Regions from separate parts of the Sus scrofa genome. Here all the other regions are linked to region 2. A link is a contact called in public Hi-C and promoter capture Hi-C data. All regions are on one chromosome and are shown on one strand. The core of a region is the stretch at or near the end of the contact, and the rest is flanking DNA. Distances in the headings are between cores, read along the strand shown.

Region 1 (4,996 bases), core at 163-2,662, 320 kb after region 2:
TGGAGGAAAGCGAGCCTCCAGCTCATCCCAGGAACCCCAGCATGCTCCTTGGCTCCCAGGTGGGTTGAAGGATCTCAAGTGGGAAGAAGAAGGTGCTGGCTGGGGCTCCTTTGCCTACCTTGAACCTTGGCACACACGCGGGGGGAGGGGGTGCTGAGGGGGTTAGGCTGCAGCCTTCTAAGGAAGGGTTCTGGGCACTGCAGCAGGCAGCCCAGGCCAAATTGCTCATAGCCTCCCAAGCAATGCCCTGGCTCCCCCTGAGGACACTGTACCCTGGGAGGGCAAGACCATGGTCCAGTGGCTTCTCCGTGGGAAGCAGCACCTGGTGCAGAAACTGCTGGTAAGTAGGGCGCAAGGCCCCCAGCACTGGCCAGGGAGGGGTTGGGGATGGAAGGAACAAGATACCACTGAGATATCCCTTGGCCCAGCTATTGGTGCCACGTGCTATTCAGTACCCCCAAATCTAGACAGTTTATGATGAGATAATATGTTAGATTAAAGCAAATGAGTTACTAGTGGAGTAGGAGGTAACTACTAAAAACCTCCATAAATAAGACAGTGGCAGTAATGAGGTTCCCCAGACTTCTTGACAGTCTGGAGAAACCACTGTGTCTCCAGGTGCGCAGGCCGGCAGCCAGTGGAAAGTGAGGGGTGCGACCTTACACTTAGCTGTAGGGCCCTGAAAACCAGCTGGTTACTGATAGCTGCACTAGGAATGACTCAAGAGCTCCCCAAGGCCAATAGCGAAAAACAAGTGTAGGGAGGTGGTTTATTACTGTCTTGCAAATTGTATTTTAAAGTGCCCCTTGGGAGCATCTTAACTAAAGGAGAAAGATAAATTCCTGTAAGGCAGGCAAAACCTTATCCCCAAATATAAGCTGGTAGGAGCTCAGGTTTAAGGTGAGCTACACCTCCACGCCTACGAAGCTGGAGAACCTGCACGCTGTGTCCTCTAGGAGGCAACAGTGCATCCGCAAGAAGTGGGAGTGGGGAACACCCGCCGGCCGGCGGCCGATCCCACGCAGCTGGGCCTAGTCGGGACGGGAAGGAAAGGAGGGCGTGGGCAAGGCCTCAGCTCCGCGGTCAGATGACCAGAGCGTCCAGTGGAATGACCGCCCCTTCCTCCCACAGACCCGACCACGACCGCTGCGCCCCGCTGCCCTCCAATAAAGGTGTGAAGTTTCCTGAGTTTTTGCATCTTCTTTCGTTTGTCCCCTCTCTTCCACCCCTACTGACAGCCATTCCCGCGTGTGGCTGGAGAGACGCGGGCCGGGGACATGGGGCGGGACTGGACCCAGCAGGGAGGACACAGCAGGCGAGAGCAGCCTGAGGTGTCAGCGGGCTCCTGAGGGTGGGGGTAGAGTCGCCGGACTACATGTCCCGTGGTGCTTCGCGCGCCACTTCCCGGCACCCATGAAGCCTTGCGGCTCGCCGGAGGCGGGGAGGCCTCGCCATGCTGCGCGTGCTGGGCGGCCTGGGTGCGCGGCCTGCGGGCCGGCTCCCGGCCCCGCTTCTGCTCCCCACGCGCGGCCGCAAGACCCGCCACGACCCGCCGGCCAAGTCCAAAGCCGGGCGCGTGGCGACTCCGCCCGCGGTGGATCCTACGGAGTTCTTCGTGCTGACCGAGCGTTACCGCCAGTATCGCCAGACGGTGCGCGCGCTCAGGTGTGTGCGACGGAGGGGGCGGCGGCCGTCGTCGCTGTCCGGCGTGTGTGTTGGGGCGGGCGAGCGAGCGGGCGGGCGAAGAGAGTGCCAATTTTGGGCGCGTCTCCGCCCAGGCTGGAGTTCATGTCCGAGGTGCGCAAGAAGCTGCATGAGGCCCGGGCCGGGGTCCAGGCAGAGCGCAAGGCGCAGGAGGACGCGGCTGAGCATCGCGAGCTGATGGCTTGGAACCAGGCGGAGAACCAGCGGTTGCACGAGCTGCGGTGAGTGGGGCGGGGCGGGGCCGCCTGGCCTGTCAGGAGACTCCCCCCCAGCCCCGCTCAGCCTCGGCTTCTCACCCCTCCCAGGCTGGCCAGGCTGCGGCAGGAGGCCCTCGAGCAGGAGCGGCGGCAGGCCGAGGAGGCTGTCCTGCAGGCCCGAGAGGCGCAGGCCTGGGCGCAGCTCAAGGAGCAGGAAGTGCTGCAACTGCAGGTGGGTCCCGTCTCCCGAGGGTGGGGCTGCAGGCCAAGAACTCCGCAGGTTTGGGGGGGGGGGGCCTCTAACTACGTGCAGAGTGGCTTTGAGTCTTGAGAGGGGAGTAGCAGGTGAGGCTTTAGGAGAGAAGCAGGGCAGGGTGAGTGTCTGTCAGACACAGAAACCCGAAGGTGAGAGTTGACATTGCATTGTTCCCTAAGAAGTTTGTTTTTTGCCATAAGGGTAAAAAAGTCACTGAGGGATTAAACGTTCTGGGCTCGGATGTCACATGTGGGACTTAAGAGCAGGGAGACCAGTTAGAAGTAATCCAGTGTGGAGTTCCCGTTGTGGCTCAGTAGTTAATGAACCCAACTAGTATCCATGAGGATGGGTTCGATCCCTGGCCCTGCTCGGTGGGTTAAGGATCCGGGGTTGCCGTGAGATGTGGTGTAGGTCGAAGATGCGGCTCGGATCCAGCATTGCTGTGGCTGTGGTGTAAGCTGGCAGCTACAGCTCCGCTTTGACCCCTAGCCTGGGGACCTCCATATACCTCAGGTGCAGCCCCAAAAAAACAAAAAAGAAATGACCTAGCAGGAATGGATGAGATTTAAATTATAGAGGGAGAAGGTCAGTTTGAGAGAAATTGAGAGACCCAGGCAGCACTGAGGGACTGATTCCACCCAGTGGATTGTCACAGCTGGTGTACCTGGGTTTTGGGCAGTCTCCAAGGCATGGTTATCTAAGAAAGCTGAATGTGGCCAAGCTGCCTGATGTTCTTCACTCGAAAGTCAGTGGGGCATTCAAAGGACCTGGACCAAACACCTTTCCCACAGGGGAGCTGGAGCCCCGCCTTCAGTGGGCTAAAGCCAGCAGGTGTGTGCTGGGAGCTCCCATTCAGCTGTCTTTCTCTCTTCCAATAGGAGGAGGCAAAAACCTTCATCACTCGAGAGAACCTGGAGGCACGGGTGGAAGAAGCATTGGACTCCCCAAAGAGCTACAACTGGGCCATCACCAGAGAGGGGCTGGTTGTCAGGCCCCAGCAAAAGGGCTCATAAGGACCCAATAAGGACAGTGCCCACCCAGGAACCATTGTGTGTTGAGGGGCGGAGGGATTGGAGTGTCGTACCTGATCTGGAATAAAGCAGTTGGTGTTTCTTATGAAGGAGGAGGCTCTACGGATTCCACTGCAGCCCTCACTTTGGGCCTTAACACCCACCAATTGGTTAGAAATTCCCTCACACAGTGCCCTGTTCCATACCCATGTATGATTCTCAGCCAAGCACCAGACCTTAGAAGTTTCCATCTTACAGAGGAGCAGGTTAGGCCATAGTCCCCTTAGGCAGCCAGGTCATCTCCTGAGTATCATCAAGGACAGTGGTTGGCAAACTGCAGTCCATGGGCCAAATCTGGCCCATTACTTCTTTTTGTAAATAAAGTTTATTGGCACAGAGCTACACTTAGTCATTGACTGTTTTCACACTACAATGGCAGCGATGAGTAGTTATAGCAGAGATCATGTGACTTGCAAAGTCTAAAATACTGTTATATGACTTCTTAGAGAAGTTTGCTGACACCTTGATCTAGGGCTCTCAGGCTTCAACTGGGAGCAGGTAACAGGCACAAAGTAACCATTGGCCGAAGTGCTGTTTCTGCTTGACCCTGGGTTTTACGGGCCAAGGTCTTATGTGCCCAGGACACACAGGCAAGAAGATCCCATTTTTCTGGTGGTCTCTCCACCTTTGACTTCAGTGACTGCATTTACCCTGGCAGTGCCGTTTTAGACCACACACCAGCCTGGTGATGGCAGGGTCTTGGTTCACCTTGATAAGGTCAGTGTGACTTAAGCACTTGGAGCAAACTCTATGGATACTAGAAGTACTTGTGATTAAAGCTCAGCTCCATGGCCCTGATTCAGATGCAGGCCCTCAAGGAACATCTAGGATCAGGAAGAGAAATGTTTCTCTGAGCCAGAGCTTAATGTCTCTTTGCCATCATTCACTGGAACTTGGCCAGATAACACCAGAGGGAAAAACAATCTAGTTTCTTTCCCTAATTCCCATGTTGTGGATGGGGTCTTAGACCCTCAAGAATGAAAACCCTTTAGGGAATACATGCGGACGGTCCCTCACATTCAAGCAGGGAAGCAGGTAATAGAGGTGCAAAAGCAAAGGGCCAGTGTTTATCATAGTGCCTGGGACCCATTCCCCAAGCCCTGCACCCTGAGAGCAGTGGCCTCCCTCCTCAGGCTGGTAATAACTTCCCTGGCACTGAGCCCAGGTGTAGCTCAGTGGAGTCCTGGATTTCAGGTGCTCAGCATAATTTCTGGGGTGAAAGCCAGTAGGCACACATTGTGGTTTGTTGTGAGGAGTGAGCCATCTGGTGGTACCCTGCAGTGGAATGGAAGCCTTGCGTGAGCTTTCACATGGGACATGGGGCTTGTTTTGGAAAGACAAGTTTTATTCTTGCCAAGTCCCTGCCTCTCTGTCAGGAAGCAGACAAGGTGTCTGTCCTCAGGTACAGGAGACCAGTGTCATACCTTCTTGAAACTAGTTTTTCCTTCACTAGTGCCCTGCATGGGGCTATAACTCCTTAGCATTCACTGCTGATGCCAGTATATCATGCAGAGCCACCTGTAAACCAACCTTCAACATTTTTGTTGTCCATCCATAGCCATCTTACTGGTTCAGGCACAAATAGTCAGTTTACTAGTACCTTCAGCATTAACTCAAGCCCAGTCCCCTTTGTACCTGCATCTGGTAGATTGCTGGGTGCACAGGTAAACTATCAGATCACACCCAGTCCAGGTTGCAGTTATGTAGTGCCCCACGGAAGAATGCCTAATCTCTGGTAGAATCCTGATGGTTAACCTGATGGGCAGTCT
Region 2 (5,085 bases), core at 1,201-3,700:
AAACCAAGCCCAAGAGAACCTATATTGGTGTTCAGTCCCCAGTGACATAATGCAACCAGACTCCCATCTCCCACTCCCAAATAAGGGACAAGGGGCAAAGGAGAATAAACATTGTTAAAACTAGAAACATTATATCCACTGTTTCCTTTTTGGTCACCAGATTTATGTTGAAACTTTAAAATGACCTAAAAGGACACAGACAATCTTCTTTGGTAAAAAAGAACCTGGCTTTAATAAGCTGAGAAACAATGCTAGGGGATCCATATGTTTCTGTGTCTTACCGATTTGGCATCTTTTCAACTAACACCTACTGAGTATTAACCATGTGTCAGGCACTAGGGAAATCAACCAAAAAACACAACACAAACTTCTGTCCTCAAGGGGCAAACAATGCATTGGGAAAGACAGTTCACATGAAAGACATGATGACAGGCATTTCTCTGCCGCACAGGTTAAAGATCCAGTATTGTCACAGAAGTGGCCTGGGTCACTGCTGTGGGACAGGTTCAATCCCTGTTGCGGGAACTTCCACATGCTGCGAGTGCAGCCAAAAAAAAAAGCAAGCAAGAAGACACGATAAATACCATGGGAGAGGTATTAAAAACATGCATAGGAGCAGAAAGAAGAAATTCTCTCTGGTAACATCAGGAAGTATCACAGAACAGCTGGCACTCCAGCCAGACTTTAGGTTGAGTGAGTGTACTAGGTTGAATAGTGACCCTCAAAATGATGTGTCCGTGTCCTAACCCCCAGAACCTGGATAAGTGACCTTATTGGGAAAACTGTGTCCAGTTAAGGATCTTAAGATGATTATCATACTGGATGAGGGTAGGTCCTAAATCCACTGACAAGTCCTTATACAAGAAAAGAAGGAGGAACAGATACACAAACACATAGTGGAGAAAACCATTTGAAGAGAGAGGCAGAGATTGAAGTGATCCATCTACAAGCCAAGAAACCCCGAGGAATGCCAGCAGCTGCCAGAAGCCACCAGCAGTTGGAAGAGGCAAAGAAGGATTCTCCCCAAGCCTTCAGAGGGAGATCCAACAACACCTTAATCTTGGAATTCTAGCCTCCAGAACTGTGAAAGAATAAATTTCCGTTATTTTAAGCCGACGGGTTTGTGGTCATTTGTTTACAGCAGCCCTAGCAAATGAATACAGTCAGTGAGGAAACGTCTGACAGGTGGCCCCAAAAGGAGAACATTGTGGGCAGAAGGAAGCATAAGTCAAGACAGTACATGTATGTGGAAACGAACATAGTCTGGTGTAACCAAAGCACAGAATAAGTGTTATAGAAATGAAGCCAGGAAAGATCAGTTCATAAAGAACTTACTTTCCTATACCAGGCTGGGCCTGGCAAAGTCACGCTGGTCCCAAGAGAAGAGATGTAGAGGATGAACTGTAGAGACAGAACTGAAAGCTAAAAAATCTAATGAGGCAATTACAGTAGGGAAGCAGAAGGAAAATTAAAAGAAAAGAGGCAGTTAGAAAGCCATTCTAGAACCACAGTAACAAGATTTGATGACTCATGATGTAGCCCCATGACGGACTCCAAACCCTTGGAGCCTTCCTGCATAGACAGCAAGAGAGCTACACGACTTCTCAACTCCTGGGTTCCCAAATGAAAGGAGCAAATGGCCACTAATCAGTGGGAGCTGGAAGACAATGGATTAGTGAGTGCTGAGGGAAATTTAACGAACATTTATTTGTTTGATTTTAAATAACACGTGGGCAAGGTAGCAAGGGAGCAAACATACCAATTATGGCCACTTTGTTCTCCTTCATCGAACTCAGCACCTGCTCCAGCTTCTCCTCGGATGCCATATTCTGCACCTCGCTCAGGTGATGTTCCTGGAACTCCACCGGGACAGAGGCCGCCTTCAGGGGCACGTGCCAAAAATGGCAGGGTCAGAATGGAATAAGTCCTTTCCAGCCCAAGCCATGGTCCCTGCTGGCGGATTCCCCCGGGTCATTCACCTTGAAAACCTCCTTGACAGCGTGCATCAGCTCAGGCCCCACGCCGTCTCCTGGCAACATAGTCACGGGAAAGGCGCCTTCCACTCTCACGTCCTCGGCCTGCAAACCGGGTCAGCAGGGCTAAAGCTGGAGCGGAGGCAGCGGTCGTGGCGGGGCGCGGGGACGCTAGGAGAGGAGGGGTCAGGGGCGTGGGTAAGACAGAGCAGGACTTGCGCTTACCTGGCTCCGGGAGGCGGCTTGCGCCACGACCGAGGTACTCAGGCTCCTCCATGCTCCGGGGTTCGCGGCGGCGACCAGCGCCTGCACAGACACACACGCCTTTGAGGTCAGGTCTGGGACCCTCAGAGCGGGAATACTTCAGTGAGCCCGCCACAAACAGGCCACCCTCCCACCCGCCCCGGCGTGTCCCGGTCCTCACTCGGGTCAGCCAGCGGACGCCGCTGAGGGCCGCCATGTTCGCCGTAGGAAGTCGCGGGAAGGTGACGCCGGAATCCAGCGCGGCTCTGCGCCTCTACTTCCGGTCCGGCGTGGGTGCCGGGTGGCTCTCTCTTTTCCTCCAACACAAAGCTCGTGCTTACTTTTCATCCTCCTGCGTTAGGTACTCCTACGCACCCCTTCCCCTGGAGGCTGATGCGGCACAGAACCGCTTTGTTCCTTCCTTTATTTTCGGTCACCCTGTTTATGTTGAAACTTAAAAATAACATTAAAGGAAAATATGAGGTTTCATTTTTATCAAAGGAGGACCTAAGTTAAATAACGAGTTGAAAAACAATACTGAAGAATCTGTCTTAATGTTTTGTGTCTTCACGTTTGTTAATCTTTTAACCAGTTCTCACTGAACAGTCCTGTGTCCGACGCTAAAGGCGTTAATGAACCACATGGTCGGTAGGAGCAGGTGTGTATGTCTGGCTTCAGTATCCTAGCCTACTCAGTTACTTTGTATTAATCAGGTTTGCTGGTTGTTTGTTGCTACCTGGTCTCGTTCTGTTTCGGTGGGGGGTTTGGGGGAGGTTGTTTTTTTTGTTTGCTTGTTTTTTATGGCCGCACCCGCCGCATATACAAGTTCACAGGCTAGGGGTGGAGTGGGAGCCTCGGCTGCCAGCCTACACCTAAGCCACAGCAACGCCAGATACCAGAGGCGTCTGCAACCAACAGCACAGGAGGCAACGCCAGGTCCTTAACCCACTGAGCGAGGCCAAGGATCTAACCCACATCCTCGTAGATACTAGTTGGGTTCTTACCATTGAGCCACAACAGGAAATTCCCTGGTCTTGTTCTTTGATCTGACATTTGTTTCCCTAATAGGGTATCTGGGGCCTGAACGCCCCTAAGCAGGATTATAATTGGAGACTGAAATTACTTCAAGCATGTAAGTATGACTAAAAGGGAATTTCAGAGTGATTTTTAAAATTCCCATCACATGCTGTTGACAAATAACATGCTTAAAACAGATGACACAAGTGGACCAGGGGCACTTGATAAAAATGCAGACTTCTGAGTTCCACCCCAGACTTGCTGAATCCAAATTGCAAGATTGGGGCCCCAGAAAATACATCTGCCTCTCCCAGATGTTACGCACAAATTTAAGAACCATTAATTAGATTCTCTAAGCTTTGTAAACCTCATCCTCTACGCTTTGTAAACCTCATCCATCCAAAAAGTGTAGGGCATTCCCTCAGCCTAAGGGAGAGTATGTGTGGTTCTCATCTTGGGGACCAAAGATAGGCTTTGTGCCTCTTTTTTGCATTCCTTTAAGCAGAGCATTCTCTACAGTTGTGGGGTGAAAAGATTCAAATTAGATAATAAACGTGTAAGAAACTTAAACGTACTGTGTAAATAAAGGCTGTTATCATAGCTAATATAATTCATCAGTGTATAATATTAATGTAATATAGTCCTCCATCTTCAGAATCAAAACCAGAGAGCAGCACCAGCTTGCTGCCATAGACTCCCTAGTCCCAAGTCCCACACTGCTATTGCTGTCCACCAGCGTTTTTCTCTTCCAAATATTCTTCTTTCTAAAGAAAAAAAGTGGAAGATTTAGACTTTTTAAAACCTGTATTTTCTGTTACTTTAGGCAACTTAGGGTGGGAAAGGAAATGTACCATCTTGGTCCCATCTCTGATCATCTAATTTTAATCCCAGAAAATATTAACTTTCATGAGCGCAAGACCAACATTATTTCCATCCCTAAATTCTGCGCAGATCTGAGCCCAGCTTGACCAATAATATCTGCTAATTGATACAACACCATGGGATGTCAGAAGGGTGAAGGGAGCTAATGAAGGGTACCAGTTGATTCAGGCCAAGGAAATGTGACCATCACTGTTGCCACCTAAAGATCGGCACTGGCCATCTGCCTCTACAAGAATTAAATCACAAGCTGCTGCAACCGCTGTCCTTCAACACACTCTGAAAGGAGTTCAGGGTGGAGATTGGGAATGAGGCACTTCATGCTCTACGAAAAGCTAGCAGAACAGGTGGTCTTTAGATAGATATTTTCAGGAGAAGATTTTATGAGCCCAATTCTTGCATCTCCTCTTTTTCAAGAAAAGCGCTAAAATCCTTCCTCGTAACAGCCGCTCCTCATGACTAGCAGTAACCTTCATGAGACTAGCAGCAACCTTCTGCAAAAACATGTGCTTGATTGCGTGGACCAATGCCCCCTCCCTCCCAGTTCACCAAAATCACGTATATACTGACCTTCCTCCCTACCTCTTCAGAGCAGTTTCTCAGAGGCTGCCTCCAGGGCTAGAGTCCTCATTTTGCCCCGAATGAAACTTAACTCACAACTCTCACGTTGTATTTTTTTTTTTTTTTCAGTTGACACCGTCTCAGCCATTGTGTTCTTCCCATGAGTTTGGTGAGCTCTCCTGGACTTTGAGTACTTATGAAAGCGTCTCTCACTGATACTACCTGAGAATAGGGAAGTTCATTCAGGACTCTTGGAAAGTTTCCTTAACCAGACTTTAGGCAGGTTAGGGAGCTTAAACTACCTCGTTCCATCTAATTGTTATGAAGCATGTATGAGTGTTCGTATGAATTCACTGTCAGTTTCCTAAGCCTATAAGTTCTCCAGTACAGGGGTCTTAACCAGAGCTCTGGG
Region 3 (4,780 bases), core at 380-2,879, 450 kb after region 2:
TGCAGTGGTTGAAATCCCTCCGGCACCTCCCGGTGCTCCCCACCAACGCGTGTGGCCCGGGGGGCGGGGCGCAGAGGGAAGAGGTGACATAATCCGGGCCGCACCCCCTCCGGCCGCCACCATCCCCCAGGCCCTGCGAAGCATCCATGACATCATCGGCCTCATCTCCACTCCCCTCACCCCGGGGACCCCCAGCAGTGGGACGCACCCCCTCCCCAGCTCCAGGTCTGACTCAACGAGCCTCGCGGTGCAGCGGGCACAGCGACAGGTCGGAGCTGCAAGGAGCGCCGCGGAGGGCCTGCCTCACTTACTCGCTGCCTCAGGGTCCGGTGCGGGGTCTTCAGCACGGGCGCCACCGGCCCCGCTCGCTGGCGCAGCCAGAAGCCCGCCCGGCGGGGCGCGAGGCGCGGGCCCGGCTCGGCTCCGCGCCCCTCCCGCTCCCCGCCCGGGCCCCGCCCACCCGTGGCTGCGGCAAACGCGGGCCCGCCCTCCGGCCACGCCCCCCGAGCCCGCCAATCCCCGGTCTGAGGCGGGGCGAAATGCCTTAACCCCTTCGTCGCTGCATACCGGTCCGCGTATGGGACCCTCTATTTCACCCACCCTAGGGCTCCGCGAATCTGCACCGAGACTCCCTGCTGATACCTTATTGACCCCCAAGGCCCTTGGACTCAGCCCCCAGTCTCTCCTCTTCAACAAATCCAGTAGGACAGCGCCTTCCCTGAACCTCACTTCTTTGGCGACAAGGAGAAACCCTCTGGCTTGGGAAAGGGACTCTAGACGCCAAGCCCCGAGCTCCAGTTCGCCCCCGCTCCTGCTCTTCCGGGCGCGGCCTCCCAGCGGACGCCGTAAGACCCTGCAAATCTGCAAGGTGGGGGCGGGGCGAGCCGTGGCGCGTGGAACCAACACGGCGCAAGGAATATCCGCTCCGGCGCCGGGACAAGCAGGTTTGAGGGGAAAAGAAGGCTTCGATGGTCCGTGACTGCGTCCGTCCCCAATTGGAGCCGGCTTGAAACTTGCTTCTCGCCAAGGATCACAGTCCGGAGGAAAAGGCGGGGGACGGGGAAAAAGATATAACATTACAATCGAGCAGAGAGTTTGAGTGCTTCACCCAGTGGCCGGAACCTGGCACGATGCCCGGCCCCTCGCAGTGAAAGGGAGTTGGGGGGATGCTCCAATACGGAGCACCGGCTTCGCTTGCCGGGAATGAGAGAGGACTGCTCATTCCCCCCCAGGTGGCCTGGGAGTACTGCCGGGAGGAAGAAATCTGTCTGGAACTGAAGCCTTAGCCTTGACTAGGGCAGGCAAGCAAGCCACGCCTAGGGTTCAGCATTAAGAAAAGCCTGGAGGCACTAAGGGTCTGTCTGAAAAACTGCAGCGTCTCCACTTGGGCTGGTATTTAACCCATTGTAGCTTTACTGTTACAGATTTATTCGTTTTGTCATTAGTCATCTCATTTTATAGTTTTAATTTGCGGCTATTGCCTGTGTTTTGAATTTTTCTATATTTGCTTTTATCTCCCATAGTGACTTGCAAGGCAGAAAATCTGTTTTTAATTCTCCTGGTTGTTGCCTTATAGTTTATCAAATAAAAATGCGGTTTATATTTGACAAATTATTAAAGTCAATAAGTCATTCATTTTTATGTTCCTCCTTATATAATGAGTAATTTAATATACCTATACCTTTCCATCTCTTGGCCTGATATCCTCACACTTTTTTTTCTTAGGGCCGAACTTGCAGCATATGGAGGTTCCCAGGCTAGGGTAGACCCGGAGCTCCAGCTGCTGGCATACGCTACAGCCACACCAGATCCAAGCATCGACTGTGACCTACACCCAGCTCATGGCAATGCTGTATCCCTAACCCACTGAGCAAGGCCAGGGATTGAACCCACATCTTTGTGGATACTAGTCTAATTCTTAACCCACTGAACCACAGTGAGAACTCCTCACTTGACTGATTTTTAAGGAGAACTCCAGGATGTTATGTTTTTCTAAGTCTTTGCTCTAGATGAGAATTTTGTAATGGCTTTACACATTTGTGTGTCTACACACAAATGGTGGCTTCACTGTTAATAGAATTCTTCAATCTCAGACTTTTCCTCTCAAGATTCTCTTATCCTTATCTCATTGTCTTTTGGCTCTTAAGATGGTAGCAAGTACACCTGAAACTAATAGAATGTTATCTGTCAATTATAGCTCACCCAACACCCCCAGGAAAGGTAGCAAAGCTGGGCTGGCCTCTGTTCGACAAGTAGTTCACCTGATGCTTGTTGGGATTTTTCTTTTTTTTTTTTTTTTTTGGTCTTTTTGCCTTTTCTAGGGCCGCTCCTACGGCATATGGAGGTTCCCAGGTCAGGGGTCTAATCGGAGCTGCCGGCCTACGCCAGAGCCACAGCAACTCGGGATCTGAGCCACGTCTGCAACCTACACCACAGCTCATGGCAACACCAGATCCTTAACCCACTGAGCAAGACCAGGGATCGAACCCGCAACCTCATGGTTCCTAGTTGGATTCGTTAACCACTGAGCCACAATGGGAACTCCCTTGGCATTTTTCTTTACGTTCAAAAGTCAAACATTGCCAGTATAAGTTTCAGTATAGACATTTTTCTATTACTTATCCAGAAATAAAAAAGGTATTATTTTCAGCTGAGATGTTTTCTATTTTCCTGTCCATTCTGTTGACAGATTGTTTGGATTTTTTTCCTCCCCTAAAATATTATTACATTGGATCATCACTGTCAATTAAATCTCTTTGTCCCTTTTCTCTGCATTCTGAAAGAGTATCTCAATTTTTTTTCCCCCTTGGCCACAAATACAGCTGGCATGTGGATGTTCCCCAGCCAGGGATGGGATCTAGCCACAGTTTCAGCCTGTCCCATAGCTGTGGCAATGCCGGATCCTTAAAATGATGTGCCAAACAGGAATTTCCAATTTTTTTTCTTTTTTGGTCTTTTTGTATTTTTAGGGCTGCACCCACGGCATGTGGAGGTTCCCAAGCTAGGGGTCTAATCAGAGCTACAGCTGCTCGCCTACACCACAGCCACAGCCATGCCAGATCTGAACCACATATACACCACAGCTCACAGCAACGCCGGATCCTTAACCCACTGAGCAAGGCCAAGGATTGAACCCACAACCTCATGGTTTCTAGTCGGATCCGTTTCTGCTGCGCCACAACAGGAACTCTAACCAATTTTTTTTTTTCACCATTACGGACCTAGTTTTCTTCAGAGTAAAGGATACTGTCTTCTCTAATAAGCTATTTGTTTATTTTCCTTTCGATTTAGCCGTTTTCCACCCCAATTTTGCCTTTGGTTTGTTTTTTTTGGTTTTTTGTTTTGTTTTGTTTTTTGCTTTTTAGGGCTGCACCTACGGCATATGGAAGTTCCAAGGCTAGGGGTCAAATCGGAGCTACAGCTGCCAGCCTACACCACAGCTCACGGCAACGCCGGATCCTTAACCCACTGAGCGAGACCAGGGATCAAACCCGAAACCTCATGGTTACTAGTCTGATTCGTTTCCACTGTGCCACGATGGGAACTCCCCCAATTTTGTCTTGATCTGAACTTAATCTTTTCATAGTTTTCTGTTCTTATGTTACATCTGTTCTTACATCTTAAGAACACCGGGAGATGTATGCCTTCTGGTTCCCAGGCTCTCCTCTGTCCAGCTTCAGCCAGCCATGACTTCAGTTTGCCCTTGGCTGTGGTTGGTGGCTCATCCCCTGGGGAAGCGGCATGTGCCACCACCTTCTCAGCAGCTGGCCTCGGCTGCTCCCTGGCACCAGTTCTGCTCCACACCAGGGTGTGGACATCCTTTCTCCCACATTCTCTTTGGACTCTGAGCCCAGTCTAGACTGGTTGCGGGCTTCTCTGCTTGAGACTGAGCACTGATTCCTCAGAGGCATAAATAAAGCCCAAGCAGCAGCCCCCTGCCTGGCCTACTACCCACCCTAAAAACAAAAACAAAAACAAAACAGGGAGTTCCCGTCGTGGCGCAGTGGTTAACGAATCCGACTAGGAACCATGAGGTTGCAGGTTCGGTCCCTGCCCTTGCTCAGTGAGTTAAGGATCCGGCGTTGCCGTGAGCTGTGGTGTAGGTTGCAGACGCGGCTCGGATCCCGAGTTGCTGTGGCTCTGGCGTAGGCCGGTGGCTACAGCTCCGATTCAACCCCTAGCCTGGGAACCTCCATATGCCGCGGAAGCGGCCCAAGAGATAGCAACAACAACAACAAAAGACAAAAAGACAAAAAAAAAAAAGAAAAAAGAAAAAAACAATTATCACAATAGATGCCAAAAAGTCATTTAAAAAATCAATAACTGAAAGAACCCTCATAATTAACCAGGAACGGTTGAAATTAAAATTCTTTTTTTTTTTTTTTTGTCTTTTTGCTATTTCTTGGGCCGCTCCCGCGGCATATGGAGGTTCCCAGGCTAGGGGTCTAATGGGAGCCGTAGCCACTGGCCTACACCAGAGCCACAGCAATGCGGGATCTGAGCCGCATCTGCGACCTACACCACAGCTCACGGCAATGCCGGATCGTTAACCCACTGAGCAAGGGCAGGGATCAAACCCGTAACCTCATGGTTCCTAGTCGGATTTGTTAACCACTGCGCCACGACAGGAACTCCCTGGAATTAAAATTCAATCTGTTGTGCTCCCTTGATACCTGGTAGAATCTAGAGGGCCTCAAATGGCCTAACTGAAAGTTGCCCGAGCCAAACAATCCTCTTTATCGAATGCACCAGGTGCAGTTTCTGCTTATCTCTGAACAGC

The links. Promoter capture Hi-C pulls out the DNA fragments that hold promoters and counts their contacts. Hi-C and Micro-C count contacts between places; a contact is called where the count stands out from the background.
Region 1: a promoter capture Hi-C map of liver shows a contact between it and region 2, with 11 times the contacts expected there. The contact joins the promoter of MRPS26 here to the promoter of IDH3B in region 2. A contact is called at or near these places in 2 of 5 promoter capture datasets (both in liver) and 2 of 2 datasets of contacts at active chromatin or transcription factors (alveolar macrophages and skeletal muscle).
Region 3: a Hi-C map of subcutaneous adipose tissue shows a contact between it and region 2, with 1.8 times the contacts expected there. The contact joins the promoter of LZTS3 here to the promoter of IDH3B in region 2. A contact is called at or near these places in 1 of 5 promoter capture datasets (liver), 4 of 47 Hi-C or Micro-C datasets (embryonic fibroblasts, heart right ventricle, skeletal muscle and 1 more) and 1 of 2 datasets of contacts at active chromatin or transcription factors (alveolar macrophages).

What each region holds. Positions count from the first base shown.
Region 1 is chr17:32,627,850-32,632,845 of Sscrofa11.1, reverse strand. MRPS26 (28S ribosomal protein S26, mitochondrial) reads left to right here and starts at 1,412. Exons shown (of 4, transcript XM_001924808.5): 1 at 1,412-1,665; 2 at 1,779-1,925; 3 at 2,010-2,133; 4 at 3,036-3,565. The coding sequence starts at 1,454. The coding sequence ends at 3,170. GNRH2 (progonadoliberin-2) reads left to right here. Exons shown (of 3, transcript XM_005672785.3): 1 at 1-59; 2 at 204-340; 3 at 1,132-1,418. The coding sequence ends at 1,170.
Region 2 is chr17:32,952,482-32,957,566 of Sscrofa11.1, reverse strand. IDH3B (isocitrate dehydrogenase 3 (NAD(+)) beta) reads right to left here and starts at 2,450. Exons shown (of 12, transcript NM_001044575.2): 1 at 2,398-2,450; 2 at 2,199-2,279; 3 at 1,980-2,078; 4 at 1,760-1,880. The coding sequence starts at 2,433. It overlaps LOC102158952 (a long non-coding RNA gene), which reads left to right and starts at 2,492. Exons shown (of 4, transcript XR_002339868.1): 1 at 2,492-2,577; 2 at 2,809-2,874; 3 at 3,285-3,348; 4 at 4,803-5,085.
Region 3 is chr17:32,504,361-32,509,140 of Sscrofa11.1, reverse strand. LZTS3 (leucine zipper putative tumor suppressor 3) reads right to left here and starts at 1,629. Exons shown (of 4, transcript XM_021078357.1): 1 at 312-1,629.